Regions from separate parts of the Mus musculus genome. Here regions 1 and 2 are each linked to region 3. A link is a contact called in public Hi-C data. All regions are on one chromosome and are shown on one strand. Each heading gives the region's core, a stretch centred on a gene start, on an enhancer-like site or on the middle of the called end of the contact. The rest is flanking DNA. Distances are from core to core; before and after follow the strand shown. Region 1 has its middle 19 kb from the start of Gm26331. Region 2 has its middle 71 kb from the start of Gm35593. Region 3 has its middle 23 kb from the start of Gm35358.

What was found. A called contact is a pair of places that touch in the nucleus more often than the background predicts.
Region 1: a contact with region 3 is called in a Hi-C map of uterus, with 5 times the contacts expected there. The contact joins two enhancer-like sites. A contact is called at or near these places in 8 of 484 Hi-C or Micro-C datasets (the G1E-ER4 cell line, embryonic stem cells and uterus), 4 of 115 datasets of contacts at active chromatin or transcription factors (embryonic basal ganglia, extraembryonic endoderm stem cells, microglia and 1 more) and 1 of 9 other capture datasets (embryonic stem cells).
Region 2: a Hi-C map of uterus shows a contact between it and region 3, with 2.0 times the contacts expected there. The contact joins two enhancer-like sites. A contact is called at or near these places in 1 of 484 Hi-C or Micro-C datasets (uterus), 1 of 115 datasets of contacts at active chromatin or transcription factors (embryonic stem cells) and 1 of 9 other capture datasets (embryonic stem cells).

What each region holds. Positions count from the first base shown.
Region 1 is chr8:89,569,457-89,572,182 of GRCm38.p6, forward strand. No RefSeq gene overlaps it. Among named protein-coding and RNA genes, the nearest start is that of Gm26331, 19 kb to the right of the region's middle. Within about 2 kb of position 1,340, at least 21 of the 459 cell types and tissues checked have an H3K27ac peak or open chromatin away from gene starts, as enhancers often do. A contact at or near this core is called in uterus, where this site is marked.
Region 2 is chr8:89,496,928-89,499,627 of GRCm38.p6, forward strand. No RefSeq gene overlaps it. Among named protein-coding and RNA genes, the nearest start is that of Gm35593, 71 kb to the left of the region's middle. Within about 2 kb of position 1,369, at least 8 of the 459 cell types and tissues checked have an H3K27ac peak or open chromatin away from gene starts, as enhancers often do. A contact at or near this core is called in uterus, where this site is marked.
Region 3 is chr8:89,152,074-89,154,965 of GRCm38.p6, forward strand. No RefSeq gene overlaps it. Among named protein-coding and RNA genes, the nearest start is that of Gm35358, 23 kb to the left of the region's middle. Within about 2 kb of position 1,353, at least 10 of the 459 cell types and tissues checked have an H3K27ac peak or open chromatin away from gene starts, as enhancers often do. A contact at or near this core is called in uterus, where this site is marked.

The DNA.
Region 1 (2,726 bases), core at 90-2,589, 420 kb after region 3:
GGGGGTTTGTCCCAGGGGAGGCATCCTCACACACCTTGTGGACAATTAACGTTACCCAGAGAAAGAAAAACAAAATCAAAATATTGGAGGGGCTGGTGGGCATCCAGCCATGCCAGTTCCCACCATTCTTCTGCGGAGCTGTAGCTGTGTTCAGTGGTCGGATCTGAGAAGCCACGTTAGCTCTTGGCTGCGTAGCTGCCGGGTCTGGCGCAAGCTGATGAGATGTGATTATCTCCATGCAGAAATACCAGGGTGGTTGGGAGATAATTTGAAATGAAGTTAAAAATGAAACGGCACTAAAGCTTTTCTCCCTTGTGTCAAAACAACCACATCTTCTCCATTCCTTCCTTCTTCCCCCTTTCACTTTGACGACACTGGTTCACACTGGGGGTGGAGACACGCCTTCTTGCAAACTGTAATCCTTGGCTAATTTTAAATTTCAGATGATTCTGTTTGAAAGACAGCTCTAAGTTTCTATCAAAAAAAAAAATCAGCTTCCGGAGATCACAGATAGAGGTTGCCATGCTGGCTTTACTGAGTAAGCCTTAGACACTGCTATGACTCACAGACTCGAAGTTTCATTTTTCTATACTAACACTATTCGGGTATGAATAGCATGCCTTGATAATAAATGACATTCGGTTGCAAATGTCTTTGAACTTTAGCTTAAAAGAAGTGAAAACAGATTTAAATACATTTCAAATGTTAAACACTATATTTATTGAATCATTGCAAATGGAGTTACCGCGTCAAGTGACAGGTTTTTTTTAAAGCTATGTAAATGTTTCTTTCTTTAAATAGATGTATTTTAGTGCGAGGTATATGTCTAGGCACTGTCTAAGCTTGCAGCAATAATTCTCGATTTACAAAATCAGCAGTGAGGGTTGGGAATTCAGCTCAGTGGTAGAGTGCTTTCCTAGCAAGCACAGGGGCCTGGGTTCTGTCCTCAGCTGGGGGGAGGTGGGGGGGGGCGACAAAATAACAAAATCAACAGCGAATCTTGCAGTGAGAAAGAGTCCATTGCAATCATTAATATTATCCCTCTCTGTGCACACATGCAGTAATCAGATCCCTCGATGAAAACTTTTTAAAATTCTAAAGTTTGATTTCAGGCTTTGCCTTGTGTGTGAGTGTGTGTGTGTGTGTGTGTGTGTGTGTGTGTGTGTGTGTGTGTGTGTGTGTGTAAAGTAGCTGAGTTCTTCTGCAAGCTTCAAAAGTTCCAGCCACATTGTTGAAAACGAAGTTTGAAGTTATTCTGAACAGGGTTGTACAGCTCTTGTGTTCACTGCAGAGTTGGGGGTGGGTGGGGGTGGGGGTCATAAAAGCCGAATTCACTGAGGGCAGAGGGAAAGTCTTTAGAACTCTGTCCGCCCCAGCGCCATCAGTCAGTTAAGAGGAGTATCTGCAGGGTGCCCCCCTCTTCCCTTTCTGCAGTGCTAGGGATGTTTATGTGGATAGAAAGGGATGACAATTAGTTATATTTATCCATTCTGGGTCCATTTAATCCCCACTGTTTTCACTCCCATCAAATCCATTATCCCAAACAACGCTGCGTATGTCTTGATGGAGTTGCATGCAGACTGGCCTTGTTTACTCCGAGAAGACGAATTTTATGGCAACATTAAATACATAGTGAAACCTCACCAACGCAGGCCCTTGGCAGAGGGAAGTCATCCTTGTGGCTCCTCCTATCTGCCTTACCCCATTGCAGTTTGACTTGGTCCTTAAACTCTGGACCTTTCTCCCCCACGTCCCTACATTTTCTCCACAAGTTTTTTATTTATGGTCATTGAGTCCATGTGTTTCCAGAGGTCACAAAAAGCAACCCCATCTTCAAGCAGCCAAAGTCTTCTCTCTCTCTCTCTCTCTGAAAATGGCTTGATATTGATATTACTCCTAACAATTCAGGCTTTCTTTTTTAAGCCCAGTTTTTAAAAAAGAAAATAAAAGAGAAGAAGAGAAGGAGGGGATAAAAATGTAATAATAATAATAATAATAATAATAATAATAATAATAATAATAATAAAAGGAAGAAGAGGCAGAAGGGAGGAGGGGGAGGAGGACTCCCTTGTTTGTTTAGAAAGAAAATCTTAGGTGATCTTACTTACTTTCTTTTCTTTCAGCACTTCTTTGTCTCCCAAAGCGTGTTGCCTGCTACTATGGAAGCTGCAGAAGTGATTTGATCAGAAAATGCAGACCTGTGCTAGCTGACAACCACACAGTAAGGGTGAGGACATCATATGTGTTTGAAACTCCTGGTTTCACTAGGAAGAAAAAACACACTGTATGGCAAACTTTATTATTTAGGCCTTAACACACAGCCAGGACGAGTGGCTCAGACTAAAGGAAATCACTGCTTAATTCCACAAACATTGTTGCAGCCCAGGAATGGCACACACACACACACACACACACACACACACACACACACACACACACACACACACACACACACACACACACACACACACACACACACTCAAAACTTTGAGAGGTCCCCTCCATGAGTGCCATCCAAGCACACCAGTATCAAAACGTGCGGCGCAGCGCCATCTGCTGGCAGCAGGTGCGTCACCTAAATCGCCCCGGTCGCAGAGGGCTATACTAGGTAAAGTGTAAAGGGCTCAGAACCTTTTTCCGCTTGGGGTTCGGGCTGCTGGCCAGCCCTGTTTGCACAAAACCATAAAGAGTAGGCAAGCGACACTGTGTAGAGAGAAAACTGCGCA
Region 2 (2,700 bases), core at 119-2,618, 340 kb after region 3:
CCAACTCTTTTGAATCCCCACTGTAATTCCCAACCAGGCTTAGTTGCAACCTTCTGTGCTCACACAGGTGATTTGAACAATGGATGCATAGACAGATGGATAGTGTGTATGGTTCGTCCTCTGGTTTCTTTCATTACAGTCTTTTGGCGTGGTGGTTTGAATATGCTTGGCCCAGGAAGTGGCACTATTAGGAGGTGTGGCCTTGTTGGAAGACGTGTGTCACTGTGGGGGTGGGATTTGAGACAATCCTCCTAGCTGCCTGTGAGACATTCTTCTGTTTGCCTTTGGAACAAGATGTAGAACTCTCAGCTCCTCAAGCGCCATGCCTGCCTAGATGCTGTCATGCTTCCCACTATAATGATAATGGACTGAACCTCTGAACCAATTCTGCCATGCAGGTGTGTTCCCTACTTCTAGCCCTAGTGGACTGGGTTCTGACTGAAACAGGTACTCAGCTCTTACAGATTTTAAGTTCTTTCACTATTACATATTTTCAAGATCCTGAGTCCTAACCTCCCTCTTTTCCTTGGGTGTAGCATGATCTGAAGCTCTAACCAGAGTTGTGCTTCTTCTTCCTTTTTGATCATTGTACAACACTGGTCACCCTGAAGGGAAGCTCACTTTTTTTTTTCTTTTTTCTTTTTTTTTTTTTGAAATGAGGTAGAGAATACAACATGACTTCTTCCATCGCTTTTTGGGTTGTTTCTATTTGCTGTTGTTTGTTTGGTTTTGGTTTTTTAACCATCTCTTCTTACATCCTCTGTGTGTTTGAGGATACACATATTCTTCATGTAACCCCCCCCCCAAAAAAAACTATGAGACTGGGAACTAGGGCTGAGAGGGGTTAAAGAGTTCATCTAAGTTCCCACTGGAAGAGGTAAAGATGGATTCAAGTTCGTCTTTAAAATATATCCCTAGTCCCTTGGGGACAGCTTCTATCACAGGAAGGAATTTATTATTTTTCCATTGCAGCTTTCTGATGTTACCATGGGAATTGAATTCTTCCTTATTACTCTAGGAGCTAGACAAAGGTCTGTGTTTGCTGTGTGTCAGTCTCTTGGTGACAGAGAAAAGGGACTTTGACTCTGAGAGAGCAACCCCATCTTTGCTTTATCTATGCCTTTGCATATGGCCTGTGACTGAAGCCCTTTCCTCTCTCATGGGCCATCTCCCAGGTCCCCTCCTTCACCCTCCTCCTCTAGTCCCATCATTAATGAGACTCAGAAGCAGGCAGTGTAGAGACATGAAAGAGTACTTCCTTTCTTATTTATAGGTCTCCACCAGAGGACCAGAGGCAAGGAGTGTGGTCTCTACCCTGAAGCAAGGAGCAAAGCTCTCATAGGGGGCTGGGTCCTGGCTGGGCTCGGCCTGTGACCCCTCGTGTCTTAATCTCCTCAGCTGTACAATTAGGTAAAAGTTGGGCTACAATGAAAACCAGATGTTCCATCAGGAGCGAAGTCTCCTGGGCAAACAAATTAAATAATAAATAAATGCTTTCGGTTTTACTAGCAACTGGCCATGCTGAACCTCCTTCCAGGCGCCAATTAGAGCTTTCCCCATTGTCTTGGGGGGGTTTTAAAACCAGAGTGGAAATAGGAAGGGGGTCCTGAGAAGCCAAAAGTGCTTACTGGTTCTGTTTTCATTGTTGTGGATTGCTGGCTTTGCTTTGGTGTCATGAGTTGCTGTAAGCCTGTTTGTGCAAATCTCAACAAGTTTAGTTTTCCATCCCGGTTTAAGGGAGGGACCAGATTAATATCTCCTCCCCTTTTTTCAGTAATTTGGGAGAATTTGATCCAAGAGCATTCTAACGTGTAAAGTGTTCTGGGGATTACAGGGACACTGTGTAGATTTCTCCCAGTCTGCCTAAACCCAGACCCAAACTGAACTATACTCAACTCCAGAAAATCAGTTGTGATCTTGGCTGGAAAAGCACTTCTTTCCCTTGAAAATCTCTTTAAAACTTTTGTATCTGCATCTCCGACTTGGCTCAGTACATGTAGATAATCATAATGTCTGTATGGGGAACTTGAACAAACTTAGACCCTTCACTTGACTGTATTTGTTGACTATGATTGGTACCGAGGAAGATGACATTCTTTAGAACCTAATGCACAACAGCTAAAAAGAAGTGAATTCTGTTTTATACATCTCTATTACATAAGGTCCCAGTCATTCTTTTCGAAAAATTCAAGAAACTATGTTTTAACTGAAACAAAGTTGGAATAGTCAGGGACTTCCCTATGACTGCAGCGGTCACATTTGGTCAAAAAGAAATTGGGTTATAAACCCATAATAACTAAGCATCCAATGTGATGGCTCAACTTGATTGACAGTTTGAAGCAGTGGTCCCCAACTTTCTGAACACTGTGACCCTTTCATACAGATCCTTAATGTTGTAGTGACCTCCCCAACCATAAGATTATTTCATTGCACCTTCATAACTGTAGTTTTGCTACTGTTATAAATCATGCTGTAAATACTTTTTAGAGATAGATTTTTGCCAAAGGGGTTGAGAGCCACAGGTTGAGAAACAATGTCTTAAAGGGATTGAGTATCACATAGTTTGTGTTTTCAGTGTCCAGGGCTGCATGTAGGGAGGGTGTTTTCAGTGACGATTAGGTCTTGAAAGCTCTGACATAAGGAAAGGGACAATCACGTGATGAGATTGTACCTTGATAGAATATTGGGAGATGAGGCATA
Region 3 (2,892 bases), core at 103-2,602:
GGGGCTATAATTGCTGTCCTTTCCAAATAAATCCTTCAGATTAAATGGATATTGAGTGTGGAAGTTTAAGGATGCTTGTGGCACGCGAGCCTTGTCAAAGTTCAGGGTGAGTCGAGCCTAGATTAACAGGAGGAAGTTGGCAAGCGTTGTGCAGGAGTCTTAGTCTTAACGCTATCATTTGGAGCTGTTGGGTGTTTATATTTTGGGCAGAGAAAAATTCAGGCCAGATAAGGCAGCGTGGAAGAGCTCTCAGGAGGTGGGAATCTTGGCTTGGCAACAAAGGGTCATAATCGCTGGGAGTCCTTTCTCCTGTTTGAACTTCCCTCTTGTCACCTGATCTCCTACATGGACGGAGCAGAACCTCAGCATCTCTAAAGCTCCTTCCTTTCTGGCTCACACACTTGCCTCTTCCTTCTGCTCCTGGAGATACAGGTGCCAACTCCTCCGGCGCTGGCTGGAACCGAGCCTATGTCTTGAAGGCGCAGAGTGATTTCCCCAAAGCAATCTCAAGTCTGCCTTGAACTTGACGAGCAGCTTTTACCCATCTGCCTTCCCAAAAGGAATTTATCTGAGAAAACTGTGTACAAAAGTCAACAGGCTCCGCAGAGCATCCTAGAAATGTGCCCAGAGGTGCCATTAGGATGCTGGAATTATGAGGTGAGTGGGGAGAAGCCAAAAATCAGGAAGCCACTTCAGCAGAGAGTATAAACATAAATATCTCCAAGCAGGCCCCAGCCCCGGGTTTTTATGTTGATGTGCTAATATGTTATCCACTGAGGGTTTATTCACGCCGTTTTGAATGCCCTGCAATTCATTTATCTGCATAAGGAAGAGGTGCTAACAGGACACTGCCTCATGAACAGAGTCCCTGTGTGATCCCCACTGCTGTTTATAATCCCACATACCCAGATCTATAATTCATGAGCTGATGGCCGAGTGGCAGTTTCCATAAAGGCCATGCCGGGTACCCAGTCGTTAACGCGCTCACTGTCATGCATGGAATCGAAATAAGCCCTCTCCCCTTCTATCCATCACAGCACCACCGACGTGTGGGCAATGATATTATCCAAATATTATTAAAACTTTGAACCCTGTCCTCATAAATTATGGCCGAATGGCTGCGTGGCCATTAGAAGAGAGCGATGTATGGGCTTCGGTTGCTGCCGAGTAATTATGTGCTTAAAAGGAAGCGTGGCTGAGCATTCTCCCAGCAAAAAAAAAAAAAAAAAGGAGGCTCTCAGATCATTTGTTATTGCTGTGGCGCTCGAAGTTGGACGCTCAGGCAGGTCAAGTCAACCTTACAGCAGGACAATTATCTGTCTAGAGAGACCAAACATCTGTTATTAAGTATGTACAGGCATCAAGGCAACATGCTACAAATCTTGTCCACTTCAAACACTTGGCATATTCCACACAACATCCCCCTTCAAGTTTGGTTCCTGAAGCAGGCAGCTTTGAAATACACCCTATCTTCCCTCCCCCACCCCCTGGCTTTAATATAGCCCACAGCTGCTAAAGATGCTGTTGGAACTGTGGAAGAGCCTTGCTATCTCTTTCTGGCTCTTTAGGTAATAATAATAATTTTTGTTAGTCTCCCCCCCCTCCCACCCTGTAACTTTCTTTGGCATTTATTACTTATTCAAGGAGTATTGCTAGGGCGGAGATAAGGAACTGTTTGAAAGAACAAGGTCAGCCCATGTTTATGTTAGCAGCCAAGTGTCTCTTTTAGTTCCTGTGTCTGTAACAGCTTGGAGGACGGTGGTGCAGTGCTCAGGACAGAGAAGGTTCTGTTGGGATTATGCAGCAGGGGGGAAATGGAGTTTGGCATGCTGGAAAGTGGCATGCTAGAAACCAGGTAGAAGGAAATGGAGAGGGTGGCAGGAACCAAGGCAGAGAAGTGGGCGGGAAGAGAGCAAGGCTATCTTGGAGGGAGTGGTGGGGGATGTCTTAGCAGGTAACATTGTAACCATTCCGGCAGAACATTTCCAGACAAGAATCAGCAGAGTATAATTTCCTTCCTATGAAGAAGCAGAGAGGAGAGTAGGCCACGCCTGTGGAGGAGGATGAGCCGGATTCTTCTTTGGGGAACGATGCATAGTAATAACAGATTGGATGCCTTTCTTCCCTAACAGACTGGGCTCTCCAGCTCTTGGAAGGCCCTGCAATCTGAGCATCTTAAAGATATATGAGGTCTGGGTTCTCTTCAAAGTACTCTGGGGTAGAGTGGGACAGGCGGGGCTGAAGATGAAAAGAAAATGGCCCTAGCTAATCACTGGTGAAGCCAAGGAAGGGGTACGGGGGCTCACTGGACATCCCTCCACACGTCTGATCATATCTGAAAAATTTCCATAGTTAAAAGTAATCTGAAGAAGCGGGCCTCCCTTCCTCGTGCATGACCAGCAGAGCCGGCAGACTGTATCATCCCAGCATCCAGGTCTGTGAATATAAACCAGAACACAGCAGTCAAGATGGACTAGTTGGCTGAGTTGATGAAACTCTCTGCTCTAATCCATCCCATATACACATTCTCTGAAAAACAATTTTTGAGCCTTGTTTGTTTCCCGAAGGCCTCCCTGGCTCAACAGCATGAAGGAACCAGAAGACAATAGATTAGTCACTTTGCTTGTTGATTTGACAGTATGCTGACAGAAACACATTACGGGAGGAGAGAATGATGCTAGTTCACACTTTGAGAAGGGCTGAAGTCATTGTGACTTAGCTCTGTTGTCTCTGGGGTCTCGGGGAAGCAGACAAGTATGACTGCTCACCTCATGGCAGGCAGGAAGCAGAGGAGAGGAGATGTAGGAAGGACCAAGGGACATACAGCTCCCAAGGACACACCCCCGCTAACCTACTCCTTCTAAAGATGCTCTGCCTCATACCGTTTATCAT